Linked DNA regions of Bombyx mori: region 1 is linked to region 2. Evidence: chromatin contacts called from public Hi-C data. All regions are on one chromosome and are shown on one strand. Each heading gives the region's core, a stretch centred on a gene start, on an enhancer-like site or on the middle of the called end of the contact. The rest is flanking DNA. Distances are from core to core; before and after follow the strand shown. Region 1 holds the start of LOC119630072 (a long non-coding RNA gene). Region 2 holds the start of LOC101746025 (ceramide glucosyltransferase).

Region 1 (5,773 bases), core at 641-3,140, 43 kb after region 2:
CATGTTATAGCGCTCGGGAAACACCGTGGAGGGGAGCTCATTCCATAGCCGGATGGTATGTGGCAAAAAAAAAAGCTTAATCGAAATTGAAAATGTGTGGTAAAGCTATACGAGTAATGACAGCTTTAAAGTATTACACTTAATATGTCGCGATACTTCATTCACTTATGTTTCAAATGAAGCATTACAATAGAGGGTCCTGAGGCCGTCTTGTGAGTCGCAAGAAGGTACCATCACCTTGCCTATTTTTGCCGTGAAGCAGTAATGCGTTTCGATTTGAAGGGCGGGGCAGCCGGTGTACTCTGAAAACTGAGACATAGAATTCATGCCTCAAGTTAGATGGTGGTATTTACGTTACTGATATCTGTGGACACATCCAGTTAACATGCAAGAAAAGACTTTTTGACGGGAACGCAAGGAGTGAACTTGTGTGATTTGTTTTATTTTGTCTATTTAGTGTTTCTTCAGGTTTAAATGTGTAATAACAGTGGTTTATTAACTGTTTAATATCTGTAAAAGTGCACAAATGTGGGAAAATGAATCAAAGCCGCTGGAGGTAACTTCTCGGCTTCCTCCAAAAAGTCCACTGTAAAAAAAATCAAGCAAGAAAAAGAAAAAAGTGTGGTGACTCTGGTGACTTCTTTTATTTCTCCTCAGCTCGCGAAAATGCTAGTCACTCGAACAAACTTTTAAGATACGTCATGTTCCTCATAAAAACAAGTAGTATATAAGTGTACATTGTATTGTGAACATTGAATTGAATAAACGCTAGCACAGACTAAAAAAAGTGTTTTTTTTTTAAACCAACAATCACAGGAAGTGATGTGTCGGCTTCCTAAACTGCCTTTACGTTGGCAAACGTAACTCAGGTTGTTTTCCAATTACAGCACAAGAGCGCATTATGCGGCATAATGCTCAACGTTGAATGTTCCAACTACAGCAACTCGAAGCACAATCGAGCACTCTCAAAAGTACTGCTCTCGCGTGATACTCGCAATCGATACCGACTCAGTGACAGAAAATTGACAAGTGTTTTTTCTTTAAGTTGGCATTAATCGAAATTTTGTTTATATTATCGTTAGTAATATTATTTAATGTTGAAAAAAATTGTAAGGCTTTCGTTTCGTCGTAGTTTCTCAGAAATAATCAATGTTAATTAAAACTGTGCTAACTTAGCGCACTCTGCTGATGCATTTGAAAACTAATTCACGTTCCAATTAAGCTTCAGCATAATTCGGCATTGTGCGTCACTGAGTCGCATTATGCTCTGTAATTGGAAAACTACCTCAGTAGGCACTAGCTGTGTGCTTAGTGCGAGCTTTTTAACATTCTCAATAGCGTGAAAGTTAACCCAATTTGGATGCAGTTGGAACAGCGCCCCTAACGGCAAACGTAGGCAAACGATCCCATTTCATACAAATATGAGCTAACTTTTACCCAATCGAGAATGTTAAAAAACTGTTCATTAATATTCCGTTTTTAATTTCGTATCATTTATTATCAGGTGATTCATTAAATTCACAATAATTAGGTACTTAACGTTTAAGCTTGTTGCCACATGCCAGGTGTGTACGCTTGTACTGGCTCGTAAACATTATTACACGGAAACTTTTTATTTATTAACTAGCGACCCGCCCTCGCTTCGCTTCCTTAACATTAAAACAAACATGAAACAAAAAAAAATTAAAATTAAAAAAAAATAGCCTATGTTCATCAGGGACAATGTCGGCTTCTAATGGAAAAATAATTTTTCAAATCGGTCCAGTAGTTTCGGAGCCTATTCGAAACAAACAAACAAACAAATCTTTCCTCTTTATAATATTAGTATAGACTTCATAAATATTCATTTAGTTAGTTTAATTTAATTAAATACACATGATAGATACGTGAACGAATACATGACGGAAAGTTTTAATTTATTATTATCAACCCATTCATACTGTATCAATATCGTGTGTCATATAGATAATACTTAGATCGTTGAAAAACAAAACTTGTAATTGAACAAAAATTGTAATTTGAAACAGGACTAACACCGGAGAGGCTTTTAAAAGCAAATTAAAAAGGTTATCTCGTAAATTAGATTTTTTTTCTTTTTCCTTAATCGTAACTAGGACACAGCACGCAAAGGCGGATGCACTAAGATTTCCTCAAAACGCCAATTGCTATCTCGATTTTTTGTTCGCTTTACCTGTTAATTTTAATGTTCAAAGGTTAATGATTCCTTAGAAATCACAGCATGAATGACGCTACGCACACCGAAACATTACTTCAGTGTACATTATTAGTTACAATAATAAATTTACACACGAATTAGCAGCATTTTTGTAACTACTCGTACGGGATTAGGTACAATACGCCAAACCACAAATAATTACGATTTCTTCGTCTACGACTTCTGTGGTTTTAATTCTATTACACGGTTATATTCATTCATCGTCAAGTTATGTCTGGGCTTTTATATCAATTGCTTAATAATTACGCATAAATTAATTAGTTCACGTTTGATTTTCATTACGCGTTGTTATTTCTTCATCGTGGTAGTTAGTCATTCGTGACCATATTGTGTAAGTACATAGTCCTTGAACAAAGTGTTTGTCTCCCGAACTTAAGAACTGGCTTAGTCTTTTGATGCGTGTACATCACTTCTTCTCTTCTATATCTTAATCTTCACTCTTAAAAGATTTCTGTGCTTCATTATAACATGCAATTCGTCTTCCTTTAGAACGTGTATTTTGATGTTATTGAGACAGAAATAAGCGGAACGTTTAAATCACAGTGGTTTTATTGAATCGGTTGATTGTGTACGTGTCATCGATCCGAGTGGCCGTGTTCGACTGAACTAAAATAGGCTACGACGAGTGGAATGAATACAGCGAGCGTGTGACGACACTAAAGCGCTTTATTCACGATCCATCTCGGCTGTACGTCAGCTCAAGGCCGCGGTGCTGGATGCAGCATACAGACTATCGTGCGCGCATCAAGCGTGGAGAGAATAAGTGGAACTTATATCATTCAATAAATCTTGAAAGTGTTAAATCTGCTGTACAGCAAGTCTATTTATTCAATATCAAGCACGCACGACGCAGGACCGCTCTGACGTACGTCCGCTTTAATCACTGTCTATCTGCACGACGTACGCGGTGGTGGGGGCACTCGCTGGATGCAAAATTGGTCCTGCAAATCCAGCAAACAATTAATAATAATTATCGACGTACGTCAAGCCTATTCATGGTACTTTTGCATCGTGCACGGCCTTGGCGGGACGTACAGCAAGATGGAACGTGAATCAAGCGCATTATAGATCTTGTAACACTGAACCGGCGTTCCCCTTCGAATGTTCGAAGTTCACGGTCAATGACCGTCACATTATAGAGAAATTCAAAATGAAAAACTTAAAATAGGATATTTTACTTATTTTTAAATAGGATATTATACGTTCTAGATGTCTATGGGGTCCAGTAACCACTTAACACCAGGTGGGCTGTGAGCTCGTCCACCCATCTAAGCAATAAAAAAAAAATTAACTCTGCTCCGTGGGCAGAAGGTTCAACGATGAAAAAGAGATGAAGGGATAATCTCAAACATTCCATAATAGTACTAGAGTTTAACAATTTTAGTAATTAGTTTTGTTCTTTCTCGATCAATTTATGTACAAATTCAAATAGGCAGATTCAACCTCAATTTGTTATTTAAATATTTATTCGCCATTAATAGGCAAGTTGTAATTGTTTATAATGTCAAAATATCTACGCGATCATATTCTTACGCCGGTAATAGTAACGCCATCTATCGCCGAATAGTCGAAATAAACATCGAAGGATCTAGTAGCCTCTAAAACGCTCGAGAAGTACAACGCCATCTATTGGCAGATGTCAGAAATACAGTACTTTAAATGTGTGGAATATTCTCGATAGTTCTAAGGGTGTGGTATCGGCTATAAAAGCGTTGCAGAGATGGCACACAGTCAACTAGTAATCGGAACTACTCGAAGCGAAACAGCTAACTGATCACCTGAAGCGAAGCGGAAGAAGCGAATTGAGAATTTTAAAGTGCTCGTGAAGTGTTTTAAGTGTTCTTAGTGACAAATACAGTATTAAGTTGTACTTCGGTGGAACATTTATTTTACCCGAGCGTAACAATATTTATGTAAAACATTTGATTAAATAAATGTATTTAGACTATAATTTAAAGGTCAACTGAGGTTAAATTCGTATCAGAGCGGTTTTTTTTTCTTCTACAAAGTAATACCTATCTCATTTTTAACTACAATGTTTATTGTCACCAGTAGAGCATCGCAAGTTTTCGTGTAGCACGGACACATCACAGCATACGGTAGCCATTCCGAGGGTCAAGGCGATCAAGGCGAGATTTTATGTATTTTCAACGTAAAACATTTCGTATTTTATTAATTAGCATAACGAAAATGAACCGTACGCATTTTGATTTAATACCTATTTTCCTTTTATCTTCTCAGTAAGCATTTGAGATTTACGTTTCTTCGTATATTTGTGGTCGCATGGATTATTAAACAGATGAAGAATGTTTGCTGTTATTTTTGGCACTTCAGATAAGATTTGCTGGCGTAACCACATAGACATGTCTCTTTTCGACTGACGCTTGAGAAGTGTAACGAATTCTCGAGGAACACAGTGACATTTCTCCCGGAATTGCCGTTATCTATGGGCGTCATTTGGGCTGCAATGGCGGACAGCCATAGATAGAATTAAAATTAGCGAAAGGTACATAGTTTTAACATGTTCGTGTTTTTCACCCATTACCCCGCGATAATTTGAATAGTTTTTGTACGTAATAATCTTTATGTTTGCTCGTTAAATACTAAATAATAAATAAATAATAAAATCTTATTTTTAGATATATGTACCTAAAGTACTGTAGATAGTTAAATAGCTGAATAAAACTATTTTTTATATGTTTAAAGACAAAAAAATGAAGGCGTCGTGGCCTAAAGGATAAGACGTCCAGTGCATTCGTATCTAGCGATGCACCGGTGTTCGAATCCCGCAGGCGGGTACCAATTTTTCTAATGAAATACGTACATAACAAATTTTAATGTTCACGATTGACTTAATAAGGACTTAATGAAGGAAAAACATCGTGTAATAAAAATCAACCCGCAAAATTATAATTTGCGTAATTACTGGTGGTAGGACCTCTTGTGAGTCCGCACGGGTAAGTACCCTGCCTATTTCTACCCTGAAGCAGTAATGCATTTCGGTTTGAAGGGTGGGGTAGCCGTTGTAACTATACTGACAACTCAGAAGCTATATCTCAAGGTGGGTGGCGCATTTACGTTATAGATGTCTATGGGCTCCAGTAAGCACTTAACACCAGGTGGGCTGTGAACTCGTCCAACCATCTATGCAATAAAAAATAGAAATAAAAAGAACTTTATACTGTTTTAATACGATCAAGTAAAAAATATGTACACGTACTCAAGACAATTAGTTTAAATAAAGTCGCGGCGTGCTAGCCTTGAATCGCTATCATCAGTACTATGTACCTATAATATGTTACGGTAAAGGTACACTCTTGAGAAATGTACACTTTTACCGTGAATGCGCAGCACATTTGCCAAAAAGTTAGGTATATGTGAACTGAATATAATGTATATGCACATTTCCCGGCAAATGCCTTGCAAACTCTTGCCTTCAAGTTTTGGCAAATGTATACTCTTTCCTTCATGTTTTAAGAAAAGTTGGAATACAAATAAATTAAAAATGTTGTTGCAGTAAAAAAATATATTTTTTAC
Region 2 (5,426 bases), core at 461-2,960:
CCACTTAACACCAGGTGGGTTGTGAGCTCGTCCACCCATCTAAGCAATAAATAAAAAAAGGGTGTCTTGTGAGTCCGCACTGGTAGGTACCACCACCCCGCCTATTGCTGCCGTGAAGCAGTAATGCCTTTCGGTTTGGGGCAGCCGTTGTTCTGTTAAAACTGACCTTAGAACTCAAGCTTCAAGGTGGGTAGCGGCATTTACGCTGTAGGATATGTCTGTAGGGTAACCACTTATCATGTAGTAGCACCGTAAGCTCGTTCAATCACCTTAGCAATAAAAACAGACTATTTGAGAAAAAAATCTCCTCGGACGAACTCATACTCTTAGTGTATTTTAAAGTTCTAAAGTTCATAACTATTACAATTTACCTTCAACAATTTAAGGAGAACTTTCAAAAACGTCCACCAATGCGAATTGTGACTTATCAAGTGCTTCCGCACGGCATCCAACCAGTACTGCAGAAGATTTACCAATTCCTTACCCAGAACTCCCCAAGTCTTCGATGGTTGCAAATTAATCATCATTTGAAACAGTACTATCGCAAAACCATTTTCATCGTGTTTATTAAAATACTGGAAAATTTGAAAACATTGAAGCAAATATTTATTTATTAATTAATATTTATTTATTAATTAATATTTATTTAAAAGTTATATTTAATTAATTAGGTACCCACTTCAATTTCGAAAGAACGAATTTTCTTTAACGCTAGTATGGTCGACATGTTGAATTGAATTTTACTGTTTTTAAGACTGTTAGCATTTTCAGTCACTGAAATATAGTCCCTCAGATTGTTTACATTTTTTATTAATTTATTTGTGTCCATTTTAAAATATTATATAGCCCTAAAATTCACATAACAATTACTTTAAATGAATACTTTTAGCGCGAAATAGTTTTCAGCTAGTTTGAAAAGACGCCATTTCTTGCAACGTCTTTTAAATGTTGGTATTCCTGCTACGTTTTTTTTTTCATTTGCTTATGACTAAAACTTTTTAGCCAGCAATTTTCAGAATAATATTATTTATTAGAGGAAAATATATAAATTATACAGAACTATCAATTTCAGTTGCAACATTGCATTACACGATTAATAAAATTAGTAGTTTTGGTGGATTTTAAAACACAAATAAAACTACTTTTAAAAATTGGTAATTAGAGCTGTTTAAAACAATAAATAAACTACTCTTAAATAAACGTAACCCTGAAAACTTAAAACAATCTTTAACTAGATTATTTTTTCTTCTTTGTTGCACTGTCCTCACCGCCACATAAGTTCCTACAATAGTGGTGAGAGATGCTTGCCACAGAGAAACAAAGTATATTGTCTTTAGAGCAACACAAATTCTCCTCCCGATCCGTTAACGGTGCTTCTATGTATCTCAAGCACCGGTCACCGTCCTCGCCGAACCCGTCGCTTGCGATGAAGGGCTCGACGAGCGAATTAACCCATAGACACAGCCCACTGAGTTTCTCGCCGAATCTTCTCAGTGGGTCGCGTTTCCGTTCAGGTGGTAGATTCTGCGAAGCACGGCTCTTGCTAGAGTTCTTGTTAGCAACATCGTCAGGTTTGAGCCCCGTGAGCTCACCAACTAGTCCGGTGATCCTGATATGGTCCCCTAGCCCATCAGCTTAGGTAGGTAAAAAAAATATAAATGTAGAAACATAACAAAATTTAGGATTAAAGGTCCAAACATAAAGTGGCAGTGCAAGTGTGTTTGACATTTCGAACGATACTTGACAGTCTTGACTTCTTGTCAGTTCTCAACTTCAGCGACTTCACTTCAGTCTCCTCCAACTGCCAATGGTGTTCGTGCGCCTCACCGCGTCGTGGTTGTCGTGCTGCTAACAAAAAATAGATCGATAAGCCAATTACAAATGACCAAAAACTATAGTCAACGAGTGTTATAAAATGTTGTTTCGTTTTCCGAGGCGCACATTCCTCAGGTTGTTTAGTTTTTATCATATGTTCAGTTTAGTATTATGATCGCGTCATAGCGCACAGTTCAACATTCAGAGATCAGTCGATATAATGCGGCCCGAAAGCGAGAACTATTCGTCGAAATCATTATGATCCCTATAGTGTATACGGTGTATGGATTCGCGCTTTTCTTTATTGTCGCGTGGATTTGTTTGTGGCTAATACATATTATGGCGCTATCGTACTGTAAATGGAAACTTCACAGGACGGTGGACCGGTCGCCGCCCGAACAGCCTTACCCGGGCGTGTCGATCTTGAAGCCGCTCACCGGTGTAGATCCGAACCTTTTCTCGAATCTAGAGACTTTCTTTTTACTCGACTATCCGACGTACGAACTTTTGTTTTGTGTTGAGAACGAAAACGATCCGGCTATAATGTTAGTGAACAGTCTCCTACAGAAGTATCCTCAAGTGGAAGCTCGCTTGTTCGTCGGCGGACTGAATGTCGGAGTGAACCCGAAGATCAACAACATGCAACAAGGATATATCGCCGCCAAATACCCTCTTATCGTAATAAGCGACGCTGGGATCCGAATGCGAGACGATACCCTGCTGGACATGGTGCAACACTTGAAAGAGAACGTCGCGATCGTTCACCAGATGCCCTTCGCGTATGATGCCGAAGGATTTGCTGCTGTTTACGAGAAAGTATACTTCGGAACGTCACAGGCGCGAATGTACCTCGGAGCCGATTTTCTCGGCATCAATTGTCACGTCGGCATGTCGACCTTGATCCGGCGTTGCGCTATCGAGGAAGCAGGAGGACTTGCCGTGTTCGCGGACTATCTCGCTGAAGATTACTTTATGGCAAAGGAAATAGTATCGCGAGGATGGAAGATGCGGGTGGCGTCGTTGCCGGCGCTGCAGAATTCTGGGACTCGGTCTGTGGGCGCGCTGCAGGCCCGGCTCACACGGTGGGCACGGTTGCGCGTCGCCATGGTGCCGGCCACTACTCTGCTGGAGCCACTCAGCGAGTGTATGCCGTTGGGCGCAGGAGCCGCCTGGGCTGCAGGACAGCTCTTTGGAGCAGAGCCATTGGCCTTTTTCCTAGTGCATGTGTTAGTGTGGTTTCTCTCAGACTGGTTAATGTTACGGTCGGTGCAGAATGGTTCACCTCCCTTTACGAAAGTGCAATTCTTACTGGGCTGGGTTTGGAACGAGTGTTGTGCACCTTTCGTACTTGCAGTGGCGTTGCTCAGTCCTGAAATTTCATGGAGGACTCGCAGTTATCGCTTGGACTGGGGTGGCCGTGCCCGTGAACTCAGCTCCAAACTCAAATTTTAAGCGACCCACCTCCATTGCATTGGAAAGCTTTAATTTTTTGTCAGCCAGTGATGGATCTGTTGAGTTCTAATCTGTCTCAACTCTGTATGTGTTTAGTGTTAAGTTTTTTTTATTGCAATATTGCATTACTTTGAAACAAAAAGTTGATAGTTGCTTTTGTTTTAGAAAGTGATTTACATTAAAGTTGTCAATTTAATTTATTTTAGTATTTGTTATAGTGATGTACATTCTGTTTTTGGGTAACGTAGATGCGTTGTGTCAATGTTTTAGTTGATTGATTTGTTGTAAATTGAGAATGTTCTATCTTTTAACTGTACAAAATTTTTGAGTATCTGTGATGATTCAATTTACCTGGAGATAAAACATTGTGAAAATCTATAAATTGTGAAAATTTCATGAAAAAATATTTCTTTAAGATTACATAATTTGAATAGAGTATTACTAGATCTAAACAATTATATCTATCTCTTTATTTATAAAAAATATTTATTATTTATTTCTGTATAGTTTATTAATATTTATTTATTTACTGCATATTTATTTATTACATATATCAAAGAAAAGTTTACCTACAAAAATTGGTACTTGTCTGAGGATTGACTTGCTATATTGAGTGTCTTACCTATTGACCATGTGTTAAAATATTGTTTAAGAGTACAAAACGGACTTGTCAACATAGAAAAAAAAACAGGTAACTCACAGCTTGTGTTTATAATACAATCTTCACATAATAAACTGCATACAGTCTGATGTAATGACTGATTTTAAAGTTTGTGCTTTCATTTGATAAACCTCTTAATTTCCATTTGTAATATCTGTTCAAAATGCAATAGCATATCATATTTTTCAGTTTACACCATCAAGCTTTAAGCTGTAGGCAGCAGCTCAGCTGTGCCACTGCAATTGCTGTTGCCCTAGAGCACTGGGGACTTAACCAGAAAATGGGCTATATATTAGAGCGTCTTCAAAGGCAATTTTATTTCTGCCGTGAAGCATTAATGCGTTTCGGTTTGAAGGGTGGTGCAGCCATTGTAACTATACTGAGACCTTAGAACTGATATCTCAAGGTGGGTGGCGCATTTACGTCGTAGATATCTATGGGCTCCAGTAACGACTTAACGCCAAGTGGGCTGTGAGCTCGTCCACCTATCTAAGTAATAAAAAAAAGGCAAATATTAATTAAGTACGTTTTTTTTTACACTGAGTAATCTTGGATAATTTCATTTGCAGTACAAATGCAATGTAAGGACACTGCTTAGAGCGCCCCTAGCGGCAAACCTAGGCAAACGTTCCAACTCCATATAAATTTGAGTTAACTTTTACGCTATCGATAACGTTAAAAAACTCGAACTACGACAACTCGACATCCCTAACTCGTCTAGGTTGCGTGTGGGTGGGAGGGATTTTACGTAGACCGTTTACCTCGTTATTTTATTTAACAAACTTAATATTCACTTTTAATAATGATATCACAAACATGTATATTGCTACCTCTATGGAACATATTTTTAATTTTCCAGATAACGTATTAATTAAATTTTAATCTATTACCACAAAAATATATTCAGGCGACTACGTATTTTACGTATTTTGATTACGTAAACTAATAAATTGTGTGTTACTATATAGGATTAAGTCAACTGGAACTTTTCTTGTCTTTATTAAGGAGAAGATACAACATTAATGTGTTTATTTAAAAAACTTTAAACACGATGTTAAAGTTTTCTCCTGTTCCTTCAGTCGATCGCTCATTGCTTAGTATGTAATTTGTAGTCACTTATATCTGTTATCGGCTCAGTGAAGTGGGTGGCTGAGTCTCGTGTCCAAAAGCTCGAACCCTTGGCCACTCCCATCTTTTTTGGCGCCGACCTCTGGATCGTCTTCCATCCACTTTACACATCACAATAAGTCTCTCCAGGTTGTCAGAGGGTTTTCTTGCTATATGACCAAAATATTGGAGCACTCTTTGAAAGGATACGGTGGATGGCCTTAACGTTTTAACATCGTTTAAATAACTGCTAACCTTACTTTTAAAAACGCGTAACTATTTGGTTTGTTTGGCTGGTTTGCAATACCCTACCAACAAACTGGTAAATATTATAATTTAATAGAGGGGGATGAAGTCAACCGAAGATGACATGGATGGAGTGTGTGAATGA

The links. Hi-C and Micro-C count contacts between places; a contact is called where the count stands out from the background.
Region 1: a contact with region 2 is called in a Hi-C map of whole pupa, with 1.6 times the contacts expected there. The contact joins the enhancer-like site here to the promoter of LOC101746025 in region 2. A contact is called at or near these places in 6 of 7 Hi-C or Micro-C datasets (midgut, posterior silk gland, an unstated tissue and 1 more).

The regions. Positions count from the first base shown.
Region 1 is chr20:7,757,956-7,763,728 of ASM3026992v2, forward strand. LOC119630072 (a long non-coding RNA gene) reads right to left here and starts at 4,670. Exons shown (of 2, transcript XR_005245882.2): 1 at 4,455-4,670; 2 at 1-3,177. Within about 2 kb of position 1,891, at least 2 of the 8 cell types and tissues checked have open chromatin away from gene starts, as enhancers often do.
Region 2 is chr20:7,714,777-7,720,202 of ASM3026992v2, forward strand. It overlaps LOC101746025 (ceramide glucosyltransferase), which reads left to right and starts at 1,711. Exons shown (of 1, transcript XM_004933221.5): 1 at 1,711-4,036. The coding sequence starts at 2,074. The coding sequence ends at 3,267. LOC110386435 (repetitive organellar protein) reads right to left here and starts at 951. Exons shown (of 14, transcript XM_038018181.2): 1 at 680-951; 2 at 372-575. The coding sequence starts at 829.